Linked DNA regions of Mus musculus: region 1 is linked to region 2. A link is a contact called in public promoter capture Hi-C data. All regions are on one chromosome and are shown on one strand. Each heading gives the region's core, a stretch centred on a gene start, on an enhancer-like site or on the middle of the called end of the contact. The rest is flanking DNA. Distances are from core to core; before and after follow the strand shown. Region 1 holds the start of Sri (sorcin). Region 2 holds the start of Gatad1 (GATA zinc finger domain containing 1).

The links. Promoter capture Hi-C pulls out the DNA fragments that hold promoters and counts their contacts.
Region 1: a contact with region 2 is called in a promoter capture Hi-C map of liver, with 3 times the contacts expected there. The contact joins the promoter of Sri here to the promoter of Gatad1 in region 2. A contact is called at or near these places in 2 of 39 promoter capture datasets (liver and pre-B cells).

What each region holds. Positions count from the first base shown.
Region 1 is chr5:8,052,228-8,059,143 of GRCm38.p6, reverse strand. It overlaps Sri (sorcin), which reads right to left and starts at 2,602. Exons shown (of 8, transcript NM_001080974.2): 1 at 2,505-2,602; 2 at 1,523-1,606. The coding sequence starts at 2,555. It also overlaps the pseudogene Gm15730.
Region 2 is chr5:3,643,602-3,650,497 of GRCm38.p6, reverse strand. It overlaps Gatad1 (GATA zinc finger domain containing 1), which reads left to right and starts at 2,562. Exons shown (of 5, transcript NM_026033.2): 1 at 2,562-3,118; 2 at 3,589-3,714; 3 at 5,558-5,617; 4 at 6,757-6,896. The coding sequence starts at 2,879.

The sequences.
Region 1 (6,916 bases), core at 1,353-3,852, 4.4 Mb before region 2:
CCAAGGAACTATCAAAATCAATCATTTTAAAATTAGTTAACAGAATTGTTTAAAAACATATCCCTCCAACCCTTTTTTTTGAAAGAGGGGGGAAGTAGGGTATATCACAGAGTTGTAGGCATCAGTAAATACAAGGCCTGGTCCAAGGAGAAAGAGGCTCTTGGACCAGTTTGACTCAGCAAACAGGGTCTTCCAAGCACAATTATATAGAAAAGATACAGGGTACCAATACCTACTTACTGGTTGACTGAGGTCAGAATAAGACACATGACATTTTTATGGATTTTAAATAAAATATATAAATCCAAGTTGGTGAGACTCATTAAGTTATAATTAGGAACAAGATCAATAATTTGCAAGAAGATGAATGTGTGGACTAGAGGCCAGCACTGCTGAAAGTCAAGCAGGTGGAGTCACTTACATGCTGAAGACACTGGCAATCTAAGAATGCTTGTCTTGAGGTGTGCTATGTCTTGTGGTTTCAAAAACACGGATCGATAACATATTAAGTAGACACTCGAGAGGAAAGTCTCCCAGTCTTCGACTCAATTTTCCATTCAAATTCTCCGAGCTCTGTTTCTTAGAGTACCACTTCTTCCAAGGTGGCCGTAGAAGTTTGCTTAGCATATTCTAGAGCATATCTGTTTGTTTGTTTGTTTGTTTGTTTGCTTGTTTTTTCAAATCATCATTTCCTTCTTTTGGGCTCTTGTTTAAAACAAGTCTAAGGTGACTAAGAAGGGAGGTCCCCTCTGGACACATCTGGATTATGTCCACAGAACACTTACAAACACACAGTGACCTTGCAACCTAGGAACATGTCCTTCCCCACAATAGCCATAGGCATCGGTCATAACTCTCGGAGGGAGGAAGTAGGTCTTAGGACTTGGGACTAGCTGACCTGCATTCCCTCCGTGGGTCATCTGGCCACATCACCTAATAAGGACATGGAGCGCTAGCTCCAGAGAGCACCTGCCCCTGGGTGGAGGCTACCTTCCGAATACTGATAGCAACTCTTGTGCTTGGAAGCCGATGCTTCTTTACAGCTCTTCTCTACTTCCTTTGTGGGTAAATGATTAATTATCGAATTCAACTGAAAGTAGCTAACTATCATAATTGGGCCATAAAATAATTAATTACTAATATTTGTCTTTAGGTTAGGCAAGCAGAGGTTTTATGTTCAGATCTTGAATTTCTTCTCTGTAAGCAGCCCTTGTTCTATCCTGACAATACAAGTGAGGAGGTATACACTTTGTAGATCTTCAAAGTATATTTATATTCCCCCTTTGGGTCAGTCTAATCCCAGTCCAATCACAAGCTTTGAACTGATCTATTATTGATACAGGCAATACTCTGTCCAAATTTGTCCAGATCTAAAATAAAGACTGTTTTAGTCTTCCTTTCCTTTTACCTTCTTTCAGGCAAAGGGACTCATTTCCAGAGCAAAGACTGTTTTTGTGCCACTGCACTAAATGCTAACACAAACAGAACATAACAATTCTTCAGTATTGAAGGAAAGGCTAACCTGTCCAGCCACAGCAGCAAAGTAACCATATAGCGGATCCTGAGTTTGTCCAGGGAACGCAGGCCCTCCGGGAGCCCCACCATACTGTGAAAAAGAAAAGAAAAAAAAAAAAGGTAAAGGCATCAGAGAGAATTGAATTTATCTTAACCATCCAAGGCTTTTGTACAATTGACGCCTGTGCGACCTTCACAGTCTCTATCTTCCCCACCACCTTGACTCAGCTCAGTGACCCACCAGGCTTGTCCACTCCTGCTCCTGACATCTAAAAGCTGGAGACTTGGTCCAAAACAAGTTTCATGAGAGTGATGGCCACTAAACGCAGACCCACTTTAAAAATCCCTATTAACCAGCTTACAGAGGTCAGTGCACCGGAAGCAACCTGGTGGCTAGGCTTAGGACTGTTTTCCTGTTGGTTTTTACAGCCTTTGCGGTGTTTTTGAAGTACTTGAAGTACTAAGTAAGGCTGGAGTTAGTACAGGGCTGACAGGTGTGGCTTGGGAAGAACAGGGATGGCCGGCCCGGTTATATCTAAAATGAGGGTCCCTCTGTCTCTGACAGTACACCTCCCACATCTGCCTAAGTGGTCTTCCTCTAGGACTTCAGCTCATTTCTCCAGACTTTCTGGTCTCCCTGTCACTTTCTTTTCAAGGGAGTGACCACAGAACCATTCTAGATCAAGATGGCTGTTGTTGCTTTGGGGACATTCCGAGAGAGCAGGAAGTCAACACCAACTTGCACTATCTCACGCCACATATCCGAGTTACAGAATGGGCTTCCTGGGTCGCAGCCCACCCACCGGTGGGCCCTGGAAAGGCCCTTGGAAGAGATGGGGAAGAAAAATGGAGCCAAGGCTGGACATCAGGGTCCAGGCGAGCTCGCAGGGAGCATCTGGGACCGCCCGCGACGCCTCCTCCCGCTCGTCCGTGGCGCCTTCCAGTCTCGGGAGACCAGAGGCTGCTGTGCCCTCGTCCGCTGCACTTACCCCGCCTGGGTAGTACCCTCCGCCCGCGCCAGGGTGCCCGGGATACGCCATGGTGCAGACTGCGCCTCCGCCCTGCCTGTCTGCTGCTCCGCCCGTCCGGCCCAGAGCCGCCCCGGAGCGCACCACGCCGCCCCGCGGGGGCCGCCGCTCGCCGCCACCCACCCCGATCGCCCCGCGGCATCCCGAGTGCCGCCCGTTCCCTGCTGCCTCTGTGCTGTGTCAGCGCCGTCTGCGACCCACACTCGGGCGATGACCCAGGACCCCAGACGAGTTTATATCAGGACCCATTCTCCCTCTCGACCTAGTGGCACATTCCGACATCCACGCACAGCTAGGGGAGGGTTTTTTCCCCCCTTCTTCCTACTGTGCTATTTTGTAGAACATTTACTATTTACACCGGGTTGTTGGGTAGAGAGGACGGGATAAGAACGCTATGCACAACTGTAGGGAAGGGGAGAACAATTCCAGTGGGCGAAGGAGACACTTTACAAAATAGGAAAAAAAAAACTTTGAAAACCTGATGAAAACTTCTGAACCATGCAAGTGGGCTTTTAGCTTTGACTGAGGGTGGCCTGTTTCTTTGCCAACCGTTTAAGCTGAGTGTAGCTCAGGTGCGATTGCTAGGCGTGGGTGTGTGGGGTGGGGTAGAAGAGGGCAGTTTCTAGGCAGGACAGCCTCACCCAGGTCATTCATAGGAAAGTGAATTGTTTAATTTTCTGGATGATTCGAATAGAAACAACCCCAGTGGTGAAGCTTCCTGGAAAGGATGTGAAACTCACGTGGGTTGTTCAGATGTTTCACGGCTTCTTTTTTGTTTTTTGGTGCAATTGCAACAAGAGGTAATTGTTTGCTGGCTCCGGACTGTTAAGGACTGAACAGTGTTGGTTGGTCGATGTTTTGTTTGTTTGCTTTTGACTGTTTGCTCTTACTCTTTCCTTTTGAGATCCAGGTTCTCAGGGTAGCCTCTCATGGCCTCAGCCCCAGATGAGAGTCACCAACGGTTGCCTGCTTTATTGTTATTATTATTATTGTTGTTGTTGTTATTATTAATTTATTTTTATTTTTAATGACGAAACAAAAATATACCTAAAAGCGAAGCTTCTGGAAAAACCATTTGTTCATCCCTGTCTTGTATCGCTCCTCAAACTTGACCTTGGCCTCCCGCCTGACCTTGCGTTTGTTTCAAAGCTGGGTCCCTGAACACATCCTTGTTGACAACAGTCTTGTTCAAGGGGATATCCACAGAGTACCTTGTGGGCATGAGGTGGTTGTAGTTATAAACTTTCACAAAGGACTTGATCTTGGATCGCTTGGCGATTTTCTTCTTGCCCATGGCAGCTGTCACTTTTTGGGGATAGCGGTCAATTCCAGCCACCAGGGCATGGCTGTAAGGGCGGTCCAAGAAGCCATGGTCAATGTTCTTCACGATGACGGCTTTGCGACCGGAGTAGCATCCGGCCAGGACCAGCAACACTTTCCCGGGTTTCATGAACTTGCCCATCTTGACAGCAGGCAGCGGTACCCAGCAGAAAGGAAAGGAGGGCACTTCCGCTCTTGGTTTTGTTTTTAACATTTTGAGAAACACTTTAATGAACAAGACTGACCATAGTGTGTGACCAAGTTCTCTTTGGATACATAAGCTCCAAAACAGAAAGTTCTAAATAGCGAGAAACAATTCCAATAGTCCTTGTGATCACGTAGCAAAGGTGTAGCCTGTTTTACGTCTGCTTCTGGAGATAAAATTACTGTTCTCAAATACCATGGTCTTTGATTAGGCATTCTGAGGTTTTGTCCTGTAGTTTGGAACTTTAATCGGCTAGGTGAACAGGGCTCAACTCACACTTGAATTTAAGCTCTTTCAGGACTCGAGTTTGAAAATATCACAAAAAATATGTGTCACCAATAAAGCATTTGTGACTAATGCAGGCTTCATTTTATGGATAAGCGACTACATTAATTGTCACATTAGGAGACATTAGACTCTGGTTACTCCTCCCTTAAGAAGTGAATTTTAATGGAGGGCTGTAAATGAAATCCTTACAGCGATTGCCAACAAATTAATGATGAAAACAAAGATAAATTACACACACACACACAGTAATTAATGAGTGTCAGACCTTCATAAACTTTGCCTATTTGTGTAGTCCTCACAAAGACCTGTGAGATAGGCGCTTTTGTTATGCAGTTTTATGCAGTTGAGAAACGAGAGCTGAGACAAGACAAAGAAAGGAGGATATGAATTCAGAGCTGGGCTATGGTGCTAGGTACTCTAGCTCCGCCCCCGGGGTGGGGGTGGAGGTGGGGATGGGGGAGAAAATGTCCAGATAGTAAATATTTTCCATCACATGCTCCCTATAGCAACTTCTTGGCTCTCATAGCCTGGTGGTGTCTAAGGATAGAACACAGGTCAACAGTGTGACTGTGATCTAGAGCAACTTCATTCACTGAACTTCATATCGTTGTTGAATGTCAGAATAACTCTATTCCTCCTATCTTTTAAAGACAGGAAGAGATGTCATTCCTAGCTCTCAGATGTTCTCCCAAAGAGGCAGGCCAGATGTGGCCCTCAGGGAGCAACTTGTGAACCACGGCCAGCTTATGACTCAGGAAGTATGGCCCTTAGCAAACAATTTTGCTGGTTTTAGGATAAAGTCTACTGTATTGGTAGATGAGTCACACCAAGGAATGGTGACTCCCCAGTGTAAGAGCCTGTGATTAAAATGGCTACGTCGGAATCTGCCCATTGGTCAGTGAGACATGTGAGAGGAACAGGGTGAGACCATGGCTTGCCTGTCTCCCACCCTGTGTACTCTCCAAGAGTGGCTTGCATATGTCGTATGACAGGCTATCCTTTCAATGTTTATGCATGCGACACAAACCCTGTTATTCACAGACTAAGATTATGGAACCTAAGCAAAGGATAAAGATTCAGTATCACCATTGCAAAGCTGAAGTGTGATCATCTTTCATGGCTTTCGTATTTATTTTCACAGAAGGCGTGGAGAGGGAATGAAATAGGCAACTTCTCACATTCTTGGCATGTGCCAAGTGTCATGCTAGACGCTTCCTTATGACACTACACTATCAGAGGAATTTGTAATTGTGTTTTAGAGATTAGGGAACTGAGTAGCAAGTAACTTTCCCAAGGTGTCCTACCAGGCTTTTACTCTCAATGTAAGTTGAAGGCCTAAGTTTTTACAATAAAAAACAGACTATAAAACACTAAGCTACACTCATGCTTTTCCCTAGGGGAGAACTTCCTGAAGCATTAGGACAATACAGAAAAAGAACCCAAGAGACAGAGAAACTTCACAAAAATCCTCATGTCTGCCTTCACAAGATCAAGTTACCTCATCCCTAAGTAGGACCTATAAAAGATGACAGCCGCCCCGACCCTCTGTCATTTTAATTTCGAATCAAATTAAAAACCTCAGTGGAATAAGATCACCTTCTTAGCCCTATATCTCCAAACTATGAGTCCAAGATACAGGCACTGCCATCCATGAGCCATCTGAAGAAACTCAGCAACAGAGCACCATGCTGTGTATTTATACAGAAGAGGGCTTTCTCATGGGAACCAGAATACTATCATTCATTCTAAAACAATGTACTAAGTTTTACACAATTTTTTTCAGGCATGTCTCCCTGACTGAAGGCTGTGGCTAAAAGAGGCTGAGGAGAGTTGTTTCAAGTTTAAACCTAGAAGAAAATCGGTTCTCTAGAGAGAACGTTCGTGATGTCTTGGCTAATCACACTGTTTTACAGATGAGAGAGAGAGAGAGAGAGAGAGAGAGAGAGAGAGAGAGAGAGAGAGCCTAAGAAAAGACCAGTGAGTGGGCCACATTCCTGAAGGCTGACCTAGCTGAATATAAACATTTTGCCCTTCCCAGGAAAAGCCCTGACAGATTTGGCTTTTTCTCTTAGGAGATGTTATGCTTTGGATCTTAAATCCCCTCCAAAGGCCATTGTTTGACCTCCAACCTGCAGTGCTACCTAAGGGCGCAGGGGCAGCATCTCAGAGGTGAGACTTGAGAGGAAGGACATTGAGTCACTGAGGACTGTGAGTATATTGGACCCTGGCTCCTCCCCTGCTTTCTCTGCTTGCCACCCTGGTCATTGAAGGGACTCTGGACAGCTCAAGTGTGCAGAGCCTGGTTCTGGCAGGCCTTGCCCTTCTCTCTCAATTCCTTGCTGAAAACTATTAAATTACATTTACCTTTACCTTGTACCTTTAGAAACCACCATTTGCCTATGGACCATGTCTGTCTCCTCTCTATCAAGAGACAATCTTGGTCCTAGAGAAAAAAGGCCCCTTCCCTCTCTCCCTTGTTCATCATCTCCCTAGTCCTCCTGTCTTTGTCTCTTATTCCCTGCCCTCTGTTTCTCTGGGGCAAATCAATCTCCTTTGTGCT
Region 2 (6,896 bases), core at 1,313-3,812:
AAATGCCTCCATGAGATCCAACTGTAAGGCATTTCCTCAATTAGTGATCAAGGGGGAGGGCCCCTTGTGGGTGGGACCATTTCTGGGCTGGTAGTCTTGGGTTTTATAAGAGAGCAGGCTGAGCAAGCCAGGAGAAGCAAGGCAATAAAGAACATCCCTCCATGGCTTCTGCATCAGCTCCTGCTTTCTGACCTGCTTGAGTTCCAGTCCTGACTTCCTTTGGTGATGAACAGCAGTATGGAAGTGTAAGCCGAATAAACCCTTTCCTCCCCAACTTGCTTCTTGGTCATGATGTTTGTGCAGGAATAGAAACCCTGACTAAGACAGACTGGCTCTCCCTCTCCCCCTCTCTCTCTTCCCTCTCCCCCCTCTCTCTTATAGTCGATAAAACAACTTATCCCCCTCCCCCTTCCCTTCTCCCTCTTGCTCCAGCCAGGTCTAGGAGCAAGGAGCAAGGCCCATGTTTTTTTTTTTTTTTTTTACTGGTTTCTCATTACAGATGGTTGTGAGCCACCATGTGGTTGCTGGGATTTGAACTCATGACCTCCAGAAAAGCAGTCAGTGCTCTTAACCACTGAGCCATCTCACCAGACCCTCCAAGGACTTTCTAAAATTCTGTACTGGATGCTCAGCATCAACCCTGTGTCTCCAAATCATGTAGATATCCACATCTTATCACTTGTTTCTGAGAAAACACAAGCCATAACTTCACTTTTTAAATGACACAGTTGTGTTAGATGAGGTGGCTCCCACCTGCAGTCTCCACAATTAGGAGGCTGAGGATGGAATCGCTGCTGGCTTGCAGTCTGGACTACATAGTGTGTGTCAGAGCAGCATGGGATGGAGTAAGATCCTGTTTCAAAGAAGTTAAAACGTGGCCAGGGAGATAGTTGAGTCTGTAATGTGCTTGGGGGTCTGAGTTCCCAGCATCTATGTAAAAGGTCACACATGGACGTTAGGACCTGGGGAACTTGGACGGGGGGTTTCTGGGGCTTGCTGGTTAAACCAGTCTAGGTTAATTGGTAAGCTGCAAGTTCAGGAAAAAAACTGTTTAAAAAAAAAAAAGGTAGAAAGTGATTGAGGGAGACCCCTAATGTCCAACCTCTAGCCTCCACACATGTGCTTATCTGCACACACACGCGCATGTGTCCTTAGACACATATACAGGCACATATGATCATGTATACACATGCCACATATAGATAAAACTCCACTGAGCATACAGTTGTTCAATTAAAGAAATATTTATTTACCTGTAACCAGTACTTAGGAATTCCTTCATTCCTTGGGCTAGTTTCCCTGGGAGCTTTAGACTTCAACGAACATAGCCAATGTTCAGGCTTAATTCTCTCAAATAATACACATCTCCTTTCCAGGTGAAAGTGTATTGTATCTGCTTTGCTAATGGTCCTCCCAGAGAACTACTAGTTTTGCAGTGATTTAAATCCAGGTTGAAATGTGTCCAGTTCCTCGAACCAAAGTTCACAGAAAACGATAAATTCTTCCAGCAATCACCCCTAGTTAAAGCAGTGTTCAATGCAGTCTCCAGGAATCTTCTTTGGGAGCCTTTATGCTAATATACTTTATTTTAAACGTTAGGAAGGTATAATGTATTGCTTGTTCTTTATGCAAATAAGTGATGTGAAGCCATATAAGATACAAATATCCCAGCTCTGAACCCAACTGTGTAATACAAAACTGTAACGTTTTAATTATAGTATAACTCATGAGAAATAATTGATAGGAATTCTTCTGCACATTGCTCATTTCTAACCCAACTAACTCATAAACCCCTCACGTTCAGTATTCAGTGCACAGCACTGTTACATTGACCCAGGTAAAATAAATCATTGACTAATAAATTAATCTCATCCAGTCCACACTGGTGTTTCTGCTGTTTTCTGTCTGAATGTTCTTATTATATGAATTTCTTAGACCCTCAATTCTTTTTTTGGGGGGGAGGGGGCTCGAGAGCACTTTATTCTAATGTTAAGTAGTATGCCAAGCAAGAATGTTAAATTAAGTTTCACAGTGTAGGTGCTAATACTGGATCTAGTCTTAGCTGTCTTTCCAGCCCTAACACACCTAGCTTTTTACGTGAGTACTGGGGGTCAAACTCAGGCCATAAGCTTGTGCCAGAAGAACTTTACCATCAGGTCACCTCCCTAGCCTCCAAAGTCAAATTAATTAATTAAGACTTTTAAAAGGGTCTTGATCAATAAGGCTACATTTATCAAATGAAAACACAGGATAAGTATGAGTATCATATAACTACTATTACATGGGCCACTCTCACTAGTCATTTGAAATTCACTTTTAACGGGAAATTTTACATCCATTCCCCCCCCCCAGCCCCCCCCCCCCCCAGCCAGTTGTAAACTCAGAAGAGTGACAGGCAATGGTAAGTCTGGCAGGGCCACTTCCGGCCAGTAGGCGGGGTTTCCGGAGCCCCAAAGCCTAGGTCAGGCACACTGGTTCACTCGGCCCCGCCCCGCCCCGCCCCGGGAGCTCCGCCCATCGCCGGAAGCCCCGGTGGGCGGAGGCAGGGTCGTGGTCGCCCTGGGGACCCCGGCGGCGGCGGCGGCCGCCCCGGATAGCGTCCCCTAGGGCGGAGCTGGCTTTCCCGGGAGGCCGCGCCGAGTATCGGGCCTGCGTGCCCCGCGGGCGGCCCAGCTCCAGGGCTGGGTCCCGGGCTGCGGGAGCCCGCTTCCCGCCTCCAGGGGTCAGCGGTGGCCGCTGGGTCCCGGCGCGGGCGGCCCAGCACCTCCGACCTTGCTCTTCCAGTCGCCGAGGTGGCCGGCCGACCCCTGGGCGGCCCGTGCAGACGGCCGCCATTCCCGTGTCGCTGCGCCCGCGGGGGCCGCCCGAGCCGGCCAGCATGCCGCTGGGCCTGAAGCCCACCTGCAGCATGTGCAAGACTACGTCGTCCTCCATGTGGAAGAAGAGTCCACAGGGCGAGATCCTCTGCCATCACTGCACGGGCCGGGGCGGCGGCGGCGCGGGAGTGGCGGGCGGGACCGGGGGCGGTGGCGGCGGCGGCGGTGGCTTCGGCACCACCACCTTCGCCACCACCTCGGCCGGTCCTTCGCAGAGCAACGGGGGCGGCGGCGGCAAGCAGGTGAGCCCTCGGCCTCTCCCTCCTCGGGAGAAGGGCTTCCTGCCGTAGACCGGGCGGTGCGGGACGCACCGGGGCAGCCGGACGAGGCCATTTGCTTGTAGGTCGAGGACCTCTTGCCCATCAAGTCCTTGTCACGTTAATAAATTAGTAGGTCGCTAAAAATGTCAGCATTAGAATTCTGTTCTGAGATATGCAGGAAACTTGGGGGGGGGCGTAAAATAGATCAGTTCAGCAAACGAATAATAAATAGTTCCTGCCTTGTCCTCCCCCCACTTCTGTCCTCTTCCCGCTTGAAAGCAGCGCCATCTCTTGGGAGGCCCTACAGAGTTTAACATCTCAGCCCTCGGTCTTTTAAGTTTTTTGTTTTTAATTTCTTTTAACAAAGTGTATTATCCTCTGATCTTTGTGAGGTTATTGTATTGGCTTTTCTTCTGCAGTTTTAATTTCCTTTTCTCTAAATTGTGTAACAGAGTAAGCAAGAAATTCACAGAAGGTCGGCCCGGCTCAGAAATACCAAATACAAATCGGCTCCAGCTGCTGAAAAGAAAGTTTCCACGAAAGGAAAAGGGAGAAGACATATTTTTAAGTTAAAAAATGTAAGATGGTTGTGGACATTGTGCTTCCTAATGGGACACTGTGGGTGTGGTGGGCCTTCCCACGGCTGGTGTACCTCTCAGGTGCACTTAGGCCGTATTCTGGAGGGAAGGCAAGGTTTCCCAAAAGACAGCTCTCCTGGAAGAAATTGGCAGTTTTTGACATTAGAAAAGCAGTTTCTCAGTTTTTTTTTCTTCAGCTTTTATTTTTCTCATCTGAAAGATATAAAATATGAATCTAGAGGAATGTTCTATAATTTAGCACAGTGTATCTGTATGCAAAGAGAAATTATGGTTTTTTTTTTATAAATTGGTTAAATTTGTTCATTGACAATTTAATGAAGTTATGACTCTTGATACATAGTTAATTAAGAAAAATTTGTTGCTGGGCAGTGATGGTGTTAACCTTTAATTCCTGTACTCAGAAGGCAGGTACAGGCAGATCTCTTGAGTTTGAAGCCAGCCTGATCTACAAAATGAGTTTTAGAACAGCCATGGCTACACAGAGAAACCCTGTCTTGAAAAACAGAAGGAAAGGAAAAAAAAAAAAAAAAAGAACAAAACTTTTTTATGTCTTTTAAAGAACGAGGCAAATAACATAATTCATCAGTACCTTGTTTGTTATGATAGACCCAGAAAAAAATATCTATTGGTTCATGATGAGTTTGGTGATTATGAATGCAAAACTTTTTCTAAAGCTGATGTATGAAGATTGTTTAATGCCTGCTGTGGTAAGGGTTTTTTGTTTTGTTTTGTTTTATTTGTACATTTGGGACAGTGAAGGATATTGTAGATGTTTTTGTTTATCTCAGCTTGGTTGTTACTTTTGGAACAAAAATACCTCACTTGCCAGTAAACACCTTTCTAAAGTAGGCATACTCATTTGTAAAACGGGCCCAGGAGAAGTGTCATAAAGATAGTAGACTCTTGTTTAAAGATTTATTTGTATTTCTTGTGTCTGAGTGTTTTGCTGCATGTGTGCACCAGGTACCCTCAGAGGCTAGCAGAGGCACTGGCTCCCTAGGTATTGGAGTTACAGACAATTAGAAGCTGCCAGTGAATGCTGCGGGCTGAACCTGGGTCCTCCGAAAGAGCAAGTGCTCTCAAATGCAGAGCCTTCTCCCAGGCCTAATTGTTCCCTCTTAATTTCTTTTTACATGTGTTTTTAATTGTGTACATAAGAGTGCTGGTGCATATGCCGGGTACATTATGTGGAGGTCAGATCAGAGGACAGATTTCAGGAGCCTTGGTTCCCAGTGTCAACTCAGGCTGTTAGGCTTGCGTGGCGAGTTCAGACTGTGTTCTATTCAGTTACTTCATTATCAATTTCTCTGCATATCCATTCTTGGGAGAATGGCACAAAGTCAGGAAAGGCCATTTTTACGTTGTGATAAGCTTTGTGTTGCAGCTCTAAAAAGGGATTTTAATGGTGGTACAATGTGGCAAATTACTAAGAACCCTAAAGAGTTCAGGCTTGCAACAAAATTATATTTATCTGTATATTTTTTATAATTTCCATCTGGCCATGCTCAGTCTTTTAGAGCCACTGTATTTCTATACTTGGACTATTAATGTCTACTGGAGTGCTAGAGAGCTTTGTGTTGTGTTAGCTCCTAGCAGCATAATCAGAAACTTCACCTTTTGTTTTTCTGCGCTTTTAAGTTACTGGTAGCAAAAATTGTGGAAATATTCACCTGCTTCACATTCTGTGTGTGTGTGTGTTGTGTAGTTTCTGTCACCAAATAGTATTTTGTTCTTTTCAAATTAGATAGTTCTCATGTAGATGGTAAAATGGCCATACATACTATATAGGTACTCAAATGTTTTTGCGTCTGTTTTTTTGTAGCCTATCAAAGCGCCTGAATCTGTTTCTACCATAGTCACTGCAGAGTCAATCTTCTACAAGGTAAGCCTCTGGAGTCACTTCGAAAGGGCAGCTGGGCCTTGAACTCAGAGATCTGGGATTAAAGGCATGCACCACCACTGCCGATTTATGGAAGTTTTACATGTCATAAAGATGAACTATTACGAATATTCAAAAGTGAGATTTTTCCATCTCGGGATCCAGGGAGGAGGACCTGGGATGGATATCAGAAGCATAGGGAGAAACAGTACTGGAATCAGACAGCTTAGTTAATTTGATATAAATAGAACAAGAATGAGTATGTCATTCTGTTGTTGAGAAGATGTAAAGCAGAAGACCGGGGAGGAGACGGTTGTCAAGGAGTCTGGGAAATGTGGTAACATCCTGAATGCTGCCTATAATAGAAAAAGGTTTCAATGTTTCTTTTGAACTTACCATATCTATTCTCTTTGAATAAACAACTGGAAAAGGGCAGTGTTTAGAATCTAGTCTCACCAAGCACATGCTGGTTTTTTTATTTTTATTTCTAAGGTGGTATATAGTGAGACCACTGAGGCAGTTACTGTAGGTGTGTAGTTTAGAGTTGCTTCCTTGTGTGGACCTGAGCAACACGTCATTTAACTTTCTCCAGCTTAATGGCTGTTAACACAAAGTAGGGACAGTGTAGAGGGTTTTTAGGCCAGTGGACCTACTGGGTGATCTGATCACCGTGGATCCATGGTGTACATGCCCCAAGCCCCCAGATTATAGAGCACCAAGATTACTCAGTTAATTGATGATGCTTGAGTCATCATGATGTGGCGTGTAGGTTCAGCAGTCACCGTGAGTGTTTGACTCTGACAGTGGGAGACGCGGATAGGAGAGGATGCTGTATATGTGCCAGGTAAAGGAACTAAGGAAAATCCCGTCTACTTCCCATGATCTTATTGTGAATTCAAAACTATTCTTAAAAATGAAGTCTTTTCTTTTAAAGGTAGAGATAGTACTTTCATGATATAAAAAAATCTTTTCTCCAGTTGTAAATTGTCATATATTGGTATTATGTAATTGTTCTTCATTCAGAAGGGAAACAAACAACATTGATATTCAGACTTTTTTTTTTTTTACTATTTTGAAATTTTGCTTGCTGATGAATGTAGGCTGTTACTATTTTAAATACAAGATTGTCCTGTTTCCCCCAGGGAGTATATTACCAAATTGGTGACGTTGTTTCTGTGATTGATGAGCAAGATGGGAAGCCGTACTATGCTCAGATCAGGGGCTTTATTCAGGACCAGTACTGTGAGAAGAGTGCCGCGCTGACATGGCTCATTCCTACCCT